2 separate regions of the Arabidopsis thaliana genome follow, and region 2 is linked to region 1. Evidence: chromatin contacts called from public capture Hi-C data. All regions are on one chromosome and are shown on one strand. Each heading gives the region's core, a stretch centred on a gene start, on an enhancer-like site or on the middle of the called end of the contact. The rest is flanking DNA. Distances are from core to core; before and after follow the strand shown.

What was found. Capture Hi-C pulls out chosen DNA fragments and counts their contacts.
Region 2: a capture Hi-C map of seedling shows a contact between it and region 1, with 2.3 times the contacts expected there. The contact joins the promoter of AT1G08193 here to the promoter of AT1G57765 in region 1. A contact is called at or near these places in 5 of 26 Hi-C or Micro-C datasets (leaf, root and shoot) and 1 of 3 other capture datasets (seedling).

The regions. Positions count from the first base shown.
Region 1 is chr1:21,391,046-21,395,492 of TAIR10.1, forward strand. AT1G57765 reads left to right here and starts at 2,039. Exons shown (of 3, transcript NM_001084265.2): 1 at 2,039-2,532; 2 at 3,251-3,508; 3 at 3,660-3,937. The coding sequence starts at 2,448. The coding sequence ends at 3,489. AT1G57770 (FAD/NAD(P)-binding oxidoreductase family protein) reads left to right here and starts at 4,051. Exons shown (of 10, transcript NM_104572.4): 1 at 4,051-4,353. The coding sequence starts at 4,209.
Region 2 is chr1:21,473,362-21,477,808 of TAIR10.1, forward strand. AT1G08193 (a long non-coding RNA gene) reads right to left here and starts at 2,258. Exons shown (of 1, transcript NR_139388.1): 1 at 1,871-2,258. AT1G58037 (Cysteine/Histidine-rich C1 domain family protein) reads right to left here and starts at 1,241. Exons shown (of 1, transcript NM_001036126.3): 1 at 1-1,241. The coding sequence starts at 1,175. The coding sequence ends at 144. It also overlaps the pseudogene AT1G58040.

The DNA.
Region 1 (4,447 bases), core at 789-3,288:
AGAAACTCAAGATAGTTTTTAAAATTTAAATACTAATCTTAATTTAAAAAAGATTTGACCACATAAAAACAGATATGTAAGTGGAAAAGTCTCTCATTAGTGTACTATATGAGAGATATTGCTTCTATTTATAAAGTTTTATAAGGTTGATAATATATTTTTGGATGGTAATTAGCTATTATTCGGAGGTCGATCCAAATATTTAGCTCAAATTGTTTTGGAAAAGTCATGTAATCCTCTTAGGGTCGTGTTAAAATTTGAAATATATGCTTCAAGTTTTTACGAACCAAACCAGACCGAACTCAGATATATGCGGGTTTTGCAGGCTTCAGATTGGACCGAACTAGCCCATATAATCTTGTTATTAAAAAGACAATTACCCAATAAACCGACTGTTCATCCCAACCAAACTGAATTTCTTGGATAACCAAAACAAAATTAAAATCCTGCTTATCGGTTTACGGAAAAAACTGAAACCGACCGAAAATAAAAACTTTTTGTTATTTCGGTTTTTTCAAGGGTGAATTAGCTAAATAACCAATTCCTGCAAAGAAATTAAATATCTAGCACCATAAGTTGTCGAATTCAGAGAGTAACACATTAGGTGTGTGTAATGACAACACACTCCTTCACCACACACTCATTCACCCAACTCTTTCATTAATGTTTAAGGCGCGTGAAGAAAACAGAAGTGTAGTGAATTATGCTGACGTGGTCTTTTGAGGAAGAATAAAAGTTTAAGTTATGTTGAGAAGAGGAAAGAAAAATATGATTAAAATATGTTCACCCCTCTTAATATTGTTTACTACATTAGGTTAACAATATTAATTGGTTTTAGTTAATAATACTATTAAAAAAACAGATTTTTTTGTGTATCTAATATGATTTGAATTTTAAAAATCGGATACGAATTTCTTAAAAAATAAATAGTGATACCAAATTCTATACATATCATTATAGAAAAATAGAATAGTATATATTTGTTCAAACTAAAATTTTGATTTCGATGAATCCAAATAATCAATTAAATATTTTTTGATGGAAGGATACTAAACCCTAAGATAATATATAGGGAACCCAAGGGTTTTAATCTAAAACAATGATTAAATCACTTAACATCTTTAATCAAAATAAACAATTTATTTTAAAACGTATATAGTACAATGTATACGTAAATAGTATATTCACAAAATAGAATAGTATCTCTCAAAAATCTTCCAAAATCAAAATCGATTTATTGGCTTTTTTCCCTTTAGAATTTCCAACATCGTAAACCCTTTATCGCTTCTAGATCTAAGAAATCCATAACATGATCGTCAATTTGCTGTTCATAATTCTCAATTTTATTTTCCATGGTTTTACAAATTAAAATTCTCATATGAACTTTGATGGGAAAGTGAAGATTAATTTGACATAATTGGCGAAAGGATTTCCCCGGATTTTTCTAGTATTCTCTGGCTGACGAAGGATAAATATAGTCAGAGTATTATTGCGCTAATGGTGTTGTTATAAAATAGAGTAAATCAGATTTGAGTGATCCTATCGACATTTAAGATTGATCCATATATAATTTTGACTTTTGTTCAGTTGATGGTGATGTATGTAAAGATTCGTAAGAAAAGGGAGAGAGAGATGAAAGGAGCACACTTCATAAAAGAGAAGAAGATTTATTCACTAGGATGTCTTTTGAAGAAGAAAGAAGAAGGAGAGCGAGATGTACAAACACAGTAAGAAAAGGGAGAGAGATATGAAATGAGCACACTTGATAAAAGAGAAGAAGATTTATTCAATAGGATATTTTTTGAAGAAGAAAGAAGAAGGAGAGCGTGATGTACAAACAGAGTATAGTATTGTCAATATTACATATATTATACATAATATCTCTTTCTATTGTTTGAAGTGTTAGTTTACCAATTAAAGTATTTTTGTTGGTTATATTTGCCAATTTTCCTTTTTTCAATTCAATAAATTATTCGACCCGTAATATTCATAATGTGCAAATCGATCCAAAGGAGAGAACCAATCTCATTTACGGAAGAAATGGATCAAGTGAGAATCCAAAACAACCTCTCAATACAAATTAAAGTTTTGAGAGATCTATCTACTCTCAAGTTTAAGTCCATCTTTGTATAAAATTTTTATAAACTAGAACATTTGATGTTCCATAAATATTTTTTTTGCGTGTTCTTGCTATGAAAAATAATGTAATAATTACAAATAATATTAGTAGGATTTCTCCCAAGTAAACTATATTATTCACCTAATAAACGTTGTTCATCGCTAATTTACCTAAAACTGCAAAACTCTTTGCGTTTCCTCATTTTGTTTTCTTTTCTCGCACAACTAAAAAAAAAGAACATTGGAAGCTTCTTCTTCCTATTCTTCTTCTGCCAAACAGGAATCGGTCCTTCTTTGCGCACAAGCAAAAATCCAAGAGACATCGAGATATGAGAGAGATCTCGATCTCGACGATTACTCTTTCATGGTCGCATCTTCTACTCTGCGCTTCGATTTGTCTCCACTTCTTCTTAGGTTCGTCTTCTTCAGATCTGTGATTTCAATTTCACAAACCTGTTTCTCTTAGGTAGAATCGTTAGGTTTTGTAAGATTTGGTAGTGATTCCGCTAGATTTAGCTTGACTTGGCTCTTTCTCGATTTCCCAAGAAAACATTGTTTGATTTCTCTGTTCCTACGATTTCAAAAGCATCACAATTTGATTTGACAATCAAGACAAGTAATTTCAAGTTAAACATGTCGGTTTAGTGAAAATTCAGTTGTGTTTTCTGGGCTTTGGTCAAAAGTTTGTCTTTTTGAGTCACTTTTTGATCTCTTGATTATCTGTAGTTTAAATGGTAAATGATAACAATTTGGTATACTGATTTGTTACTAGCATCATGATATACTTGTATGAATCACCAGCAATGTTGTATCTTGATTCTGTGTATCAGTGTATGTATGACCAATGAAACTGTTCTTTCGATTCCTGGCTTTTGGAGTTGTACATTTGCTTTCTCTTCTATGTTTTATTGAGCATATGCTTGTAGCAATTGATCATATTCCCTTGCGATAGGCAACAGATTCTATACTCTTTTGAGGATAGATCGTGTAGCTTCTTCAGGACTATTGATATTCGCTGCAACAAAATTTACGATTAAGCTGATTTTGTTTCATGCTAACATAGCGTCATCTTCTAGGCTTCTTGAAATCCTTAGCAGCTTTGTGTTGATTCTATTGCTTATGATACTTTCAGGTATATCTGGTGATCCCAATAGTTCAAGTACTGGAGCAAAGGCTGAATCTCATACTTCTTCCAGCAAAACAGGCACGAAAGTGATCTTTATACTGCTCGGGTTTGGTGCTGTAGCGGGACTTTCGTTCTTCTTGTACAAACTGTGGCAAAAGAAGAAAAGAGATGAGCAGTATGCTCGGCTATTGAAACTGTTTGAGGAAGATGATGAACTCGAGGTTGAATTAGGCCTACGTGATTAAGAAGAAAGCAATGTCTGAGGTATGTTTTCGATTGTTTGCTCTTGTTGTTACTTATTAGTTCCATCGTTATGATAACATCGATAAGTAGTAATATGAGACGACTGAAATGTCATAGATAAAAATTGTTATTTACGCATACAATGTTAATGAGATATAACTGTATTTGGCAGGTGTATGAGATGATCATACAGGCATTGGAAATATTGAAGTATATATATACTTAAGCTGATGTAATTGTGATTGATCATTTCGAATTCTCTGGGTGATCTCGCCGTTTGAGGCTCTGGAGAAAGTGTTTCTTCATTAGCGTTAGGTCAATTATTGTAAAACATTTAAATTTCTCAACTTCTTCCATGTTCTTTGATTTGTTGCTTGTACAATTTAGATATTTGTCTCAGATCAACCAAGAATCATACATATTTCCAATCACATTACCTTTTTACTCGTCGTCTCTGATCTGTTTCGTGATTCTTCGTCCAAAGATTATCCTCCATTTTTGTCATTAATGGGCTTGGGCTAGTTAGATGTACCCATTTTAATTTAGCCCATATTCATTGACACTTGTTATCTAGTGTTGAACAAAAGAAAAACGAAGAATAAAGCTAGTGCATGTAACAACGTGGCTGTTTTAAGGCCTCTTTTGATACGTAAGAACAACAACAAGCCCGCCAAATCCACACACAGAGACAACACTTGTTTCTCTCTATCTGTCCTCTCCAATGGCCGCCAATTTCTGCGGCTTGACGCTTCAGTCTCCGTTTCTCTATAACTTTAGTCGCCCAACGATCAGATCTTCTTCCTTCATACGGTCTTCGTCTTCTTCATCAGCCTCTTCCAATGGCAATCTTAAAGAACCCTTCTCTGGTTAACTCTCTCTCACTTGTTTCAGCAAAGGATCGAGTTATAGAACCCATATGAGCAAAATTTGATCTTGTGTTATTTATGCATTTCCTATTTA
Region 2 (4,447 bases), core at 1,008-3,507, 83 kb after region 1:
TATAAGGGATGCGGGTGTAGTTCATGATGAAAAGGCTCGGAAATGGAACCACACCGCGTATCTAGTGAAAAAAAACCGTTACAGCGTCCACTGGATTTACATTCGTACCTGAAGCCATCGAAGAATTGAAGACAATAGCTACACTAGAAAACCTCTCCCGGCTTACCCTGAATCTGTAGATCGAGCTTGTGGTTGTGCAGAATATTTCGTTTCTTCCGAGGAAGAGTAGCACAAACTTTATGAAGGAGAAACTTGCATTGCACACATTGGTAGAATGGATCAGAATTGATGGGAAAAACACAAGCGTGGCACTTTTCATTGTCGGCAGCATTATCATCACCAAGTCTTAGATTATGTTCATGACTGAAATGAAGGATTTCTTTTTCATCGATTACCTTGTATGGATCTTCAATTTCTTCCTCTTCAGGCTCATCTTCTAGTTCTTCTCCCTCCCACACATCACCCCTTGTTGCACATTTTGAATGAACAGCATAACTAGGACAACGCTTGCAAGAGTAACCTCCAAAGGTCCAATCTATCTGTTTGCGACAAACTCCGCATTCCCAATCACCCTGACCGAGATGGTAAGTGCGAGAGATGCGGTGGTCATGACGATTTATGTTTATGACTCTGGGCAAATCGATACAATCTTTGTGTAGCATGAAATCACATTCAAGACAAACGTAAGGATTACGGTCACCAACCAACCCACACGCGTTACAAGTGAAAGAGTCCTTTCTCGCCATGAGGGTGAATGTATGGTTGTGGCTCTTTGGTTGATAAATAGTAAGTGGTGGGGGATATATCCAACAGCTTAAATCTATGCTAATATTACATATGGAACAATGATACATCACCTCATCAAGTGGGCTTCGACAAAAATGACAGTTACCATCTGTATAGTCAATTGTCTCGGCCAAGACTTTCTTGAGAGGATGTTTGGAGTGACACGGATGGTTGATGATGTCTGGCTGGATGATGCATTCGAAATGTGCGCGGAATTTGCAGATTTTACAGTAAATGGCGTTGCCTTCCGTGTCACCACATCCATCGCATGGAAGATACTCATGGGGGTCTCCACTTCCAGTATGCATCAGCCACCAGGAAACTAACGGATGACTGCAGGGAATCTTCACTCTAGGTATACGAGATATTTCGTACTCGTACATGTCCATATTTGGTCTCGGATCGTTTTATGTTTGTTAGGTGAATACCAAAAAACACAAGTTTGTATTTTTCTCAGACTTCCTTTGGTAACTCGGACTCCTTTTATGTATTTAGGTCATACACGAATAATGTAACCAGTGACCTGATGCCAGGTCATATACTACTTTAATATTACCTAATTTCTCTTGATTGATGATACTCATTGACCTTACCGACACTACCAGCTCATCCTCACATATCTCAATACAGTTAACAGTTTCATAGACCCTTTTTATTAGTCTAGCTATAGCTGGTTATTTTTTTTCTCCTAAGGGACAGCTGAGCTAACGGCAATCATTTTACTATTTTAGAGTTGGATCTTTATGCGGGGTGCAAGAACGTGGCTTGAATCTTTCCATTACGATTTTATTCATAATTGGTTATATAAAAACCTCATCTATTTCACACAAAAAAAACAACAACGGTGATTCCTTTTTTCTTTTTGTAAGAGTTATTCTAACTTAATTAATCAAGCAGTATCCAAATGGCATCTTTTTACACATGTCCAATCCCGCAAATTTTGGTGAAATTTTCTCACGATTCGATCTTCATTTCATGGGACAAGCTCATGAGTGTTGCGGTTTGCCTTCTTCACTAAGAAGATAAATCATAGCTTTGACGACTTCGTTGTGGACATTACCTACTTTCTGGGGGGAAAAAACAAACAAACAAGCGTGAAGAGTGGATTTAGGCATGAGCTACTTCATCAAGTGGATCCATCAAAGGACTGAACATGCAACCTCGGGTTCTCGGATGAGATCTTTGAGAACAGAATGCAGGATTAACCGGAGCTCTTTGAACAGAACCGCGGTTTGAGCTGGTGCTGCTTGCTTCAACCATCCATCAATTGTGACTGAAAGTGAAGTAAAGAAAATATAGATTACGTATCCAACAAGCATTGTATTAGAAATTAAGGCCAGGGTTCTGTGTGATAAAGTTAGTTTTTTAATCATTTGTTCGGGATGTTTCGCTGACAGTAAGACATAATTAACAGTACCTGATGATGAACATTGATCCTGCCAAAAAGTAGAATGGAGAAAGGAGAAACAACGGTTGTATCTCGCATATATACTACGTTCTTTGTTTCAACCTACAAGAACAAGAAAGTTGATTTTAATTAATAGAGGTTCGATGGATATGGACTTCTCTTTTGCCATCATGCCATACTGCATAACGCTGTGTTTCTTCCGCTGGCTTTGTTAAACGGTTAATTAACTAATCCCTCTACAATATTAGGACACAGTCCCGCGCATAATATAGCCTGTACAAATTGGATACTGAACTCAGCTACTGATAAAATATTAACTGATTATCCACAAAACTTTAAGTAGAGCCAGGATGATAAAAAATTTCTGATACTGAAGAAAAAGAATCTCTTCTATTGCGGAAACAAAATTTTACCTTAACAACTTCAGGTTTTTGGGAATATATATTGAAAGGTTGAGTTTTGCCACAAAACCAAACATCAAGATTTCAAATCGGCATTCTTAAACGGTAAACTAGAAGAAGATATATATGCTGATGGCAACCAATTGGCTTTGAAGAAGAAGAGAAAGAAGACTATGTCCTCAGCTTACACAAGGCTCTTTATGTCTTTATGGCCTAAAGCATGGTATAGTAGGATCGATGAGTAATTAGGTCGAGAAAACTTCAAGAGAAGTGAGAATGATCATGGAGCCAATGTTGAAAGATTATTCTAACATAGATTGGGGAGGCTGTAAAGAAGACTTGAAGTAAACAACTGGATATTGTTTTAGCATTGGATCAACAATGTTCTCATGGAAGCCAACTAAGCAAGACACTATATATTGCTCAATCCATCCACCGCAAAAGCTGACTATATGGCATTGTGCGCAACAACAAATCAAGCTATGTGGTTGAGGAGGTTGTTGTAAGATCTAAAATTCTCCTCACAAGAGGGAGTACACATCTACTGTGATAGTCAGTCAGCCATTGCCATTGGCAATAATCTTGTTCAGCACTGAAGGACCAAACATATTCAAATCAAGTATCATGTCATCAGAGAAGTGGAGAGAAACGGTGACATCAAACTGAAGTCGAGAGTGAAAAGCAGCTAGCTGACGTTCTTACTAAAGCATTGGGAAAAGAGAGTTTTGAAATTTTTCGTGAAGAGCTTGGTTTGAGCAACAAAATTTCAAGCGGGAGTGTTGAGTGATGCCTCTTTTGTTGCTAAAACCAAACTAAAGGAATTGGAGAAAGTAACTAGAAGCTACATTTAAAAGTTTAGTGAACTAAGTATTTATAAGTACCTTTGGCCTTTTGCACAAATCCTGGAAGATCTAGATGGAGCTGGTCTACGAAAGGTGATGTCCTGTACTATGTAAGGAGTAAGCTTGTAGGTGTAATAGAGTTGTTGAAACAGAGTATTATGCTTTTGTAATGGATTTTCAAAAGAAACAAGTTTAAGAAAGAACTCTCTCCCATCAATGCTTTCTTTACTCAAATCAAAACAAACTACAAGCAACTAAGAATCAAAACACCCAGCCACAACCATGACATATAGATATAGTACTAAGAATTCATTGTGTTTTTTTAACAAATGGTAATAGTAGAAGTGAGTGTATTTCCATGATGATTTAGAGATTTGAGATAGGAGAGAAAGACTACTTCTAGATTAAGGAGTAAATGAGTAATGTTTGATTCTCAGTAATGTATCGAAGGGATGAAGTTTTAACGTTTTTGTGCGAATTGATTTGTTATACTTGCTTACGTCTCCTTGTGCTTATAGAATTGTTGATAAATGTGACTTAAAGCTAGTGTTATGACTTGGTAAGAACAACAAGGATGGCAGGAATGAGAAAACTACTCAAATGACTATGAGTAAAAAAAAAGTATTTCACTTGGTCCCTCAATAAAGGCAAATTTTTGCTACCCAAATTTTAAATAATTATTTAGTATATTAGTAAAATACTTATTTTTATTGTTATTTTTCTTAAGTTTGAAATTTTGTTCAATATATCAAAATCTCTAATAATTTTACAATATAAAGTTTTTGAATTGTAGTATTTTCATTGATAAAAAGTATTTACTAAGAGAATATACTGCAAAAACTGTATAAAATTATATATTTATAATTAAGTGTACAAAATGTTATTTTCATAGATTAAGAACATAGTGTTAAAAATATCTCTAGTTTATTACAAAATATATTTTTAAATGTAGTTATAGCATATGGTTTGATATTATATTAAAAAAAATTGAACTAATACATTGAAACAAA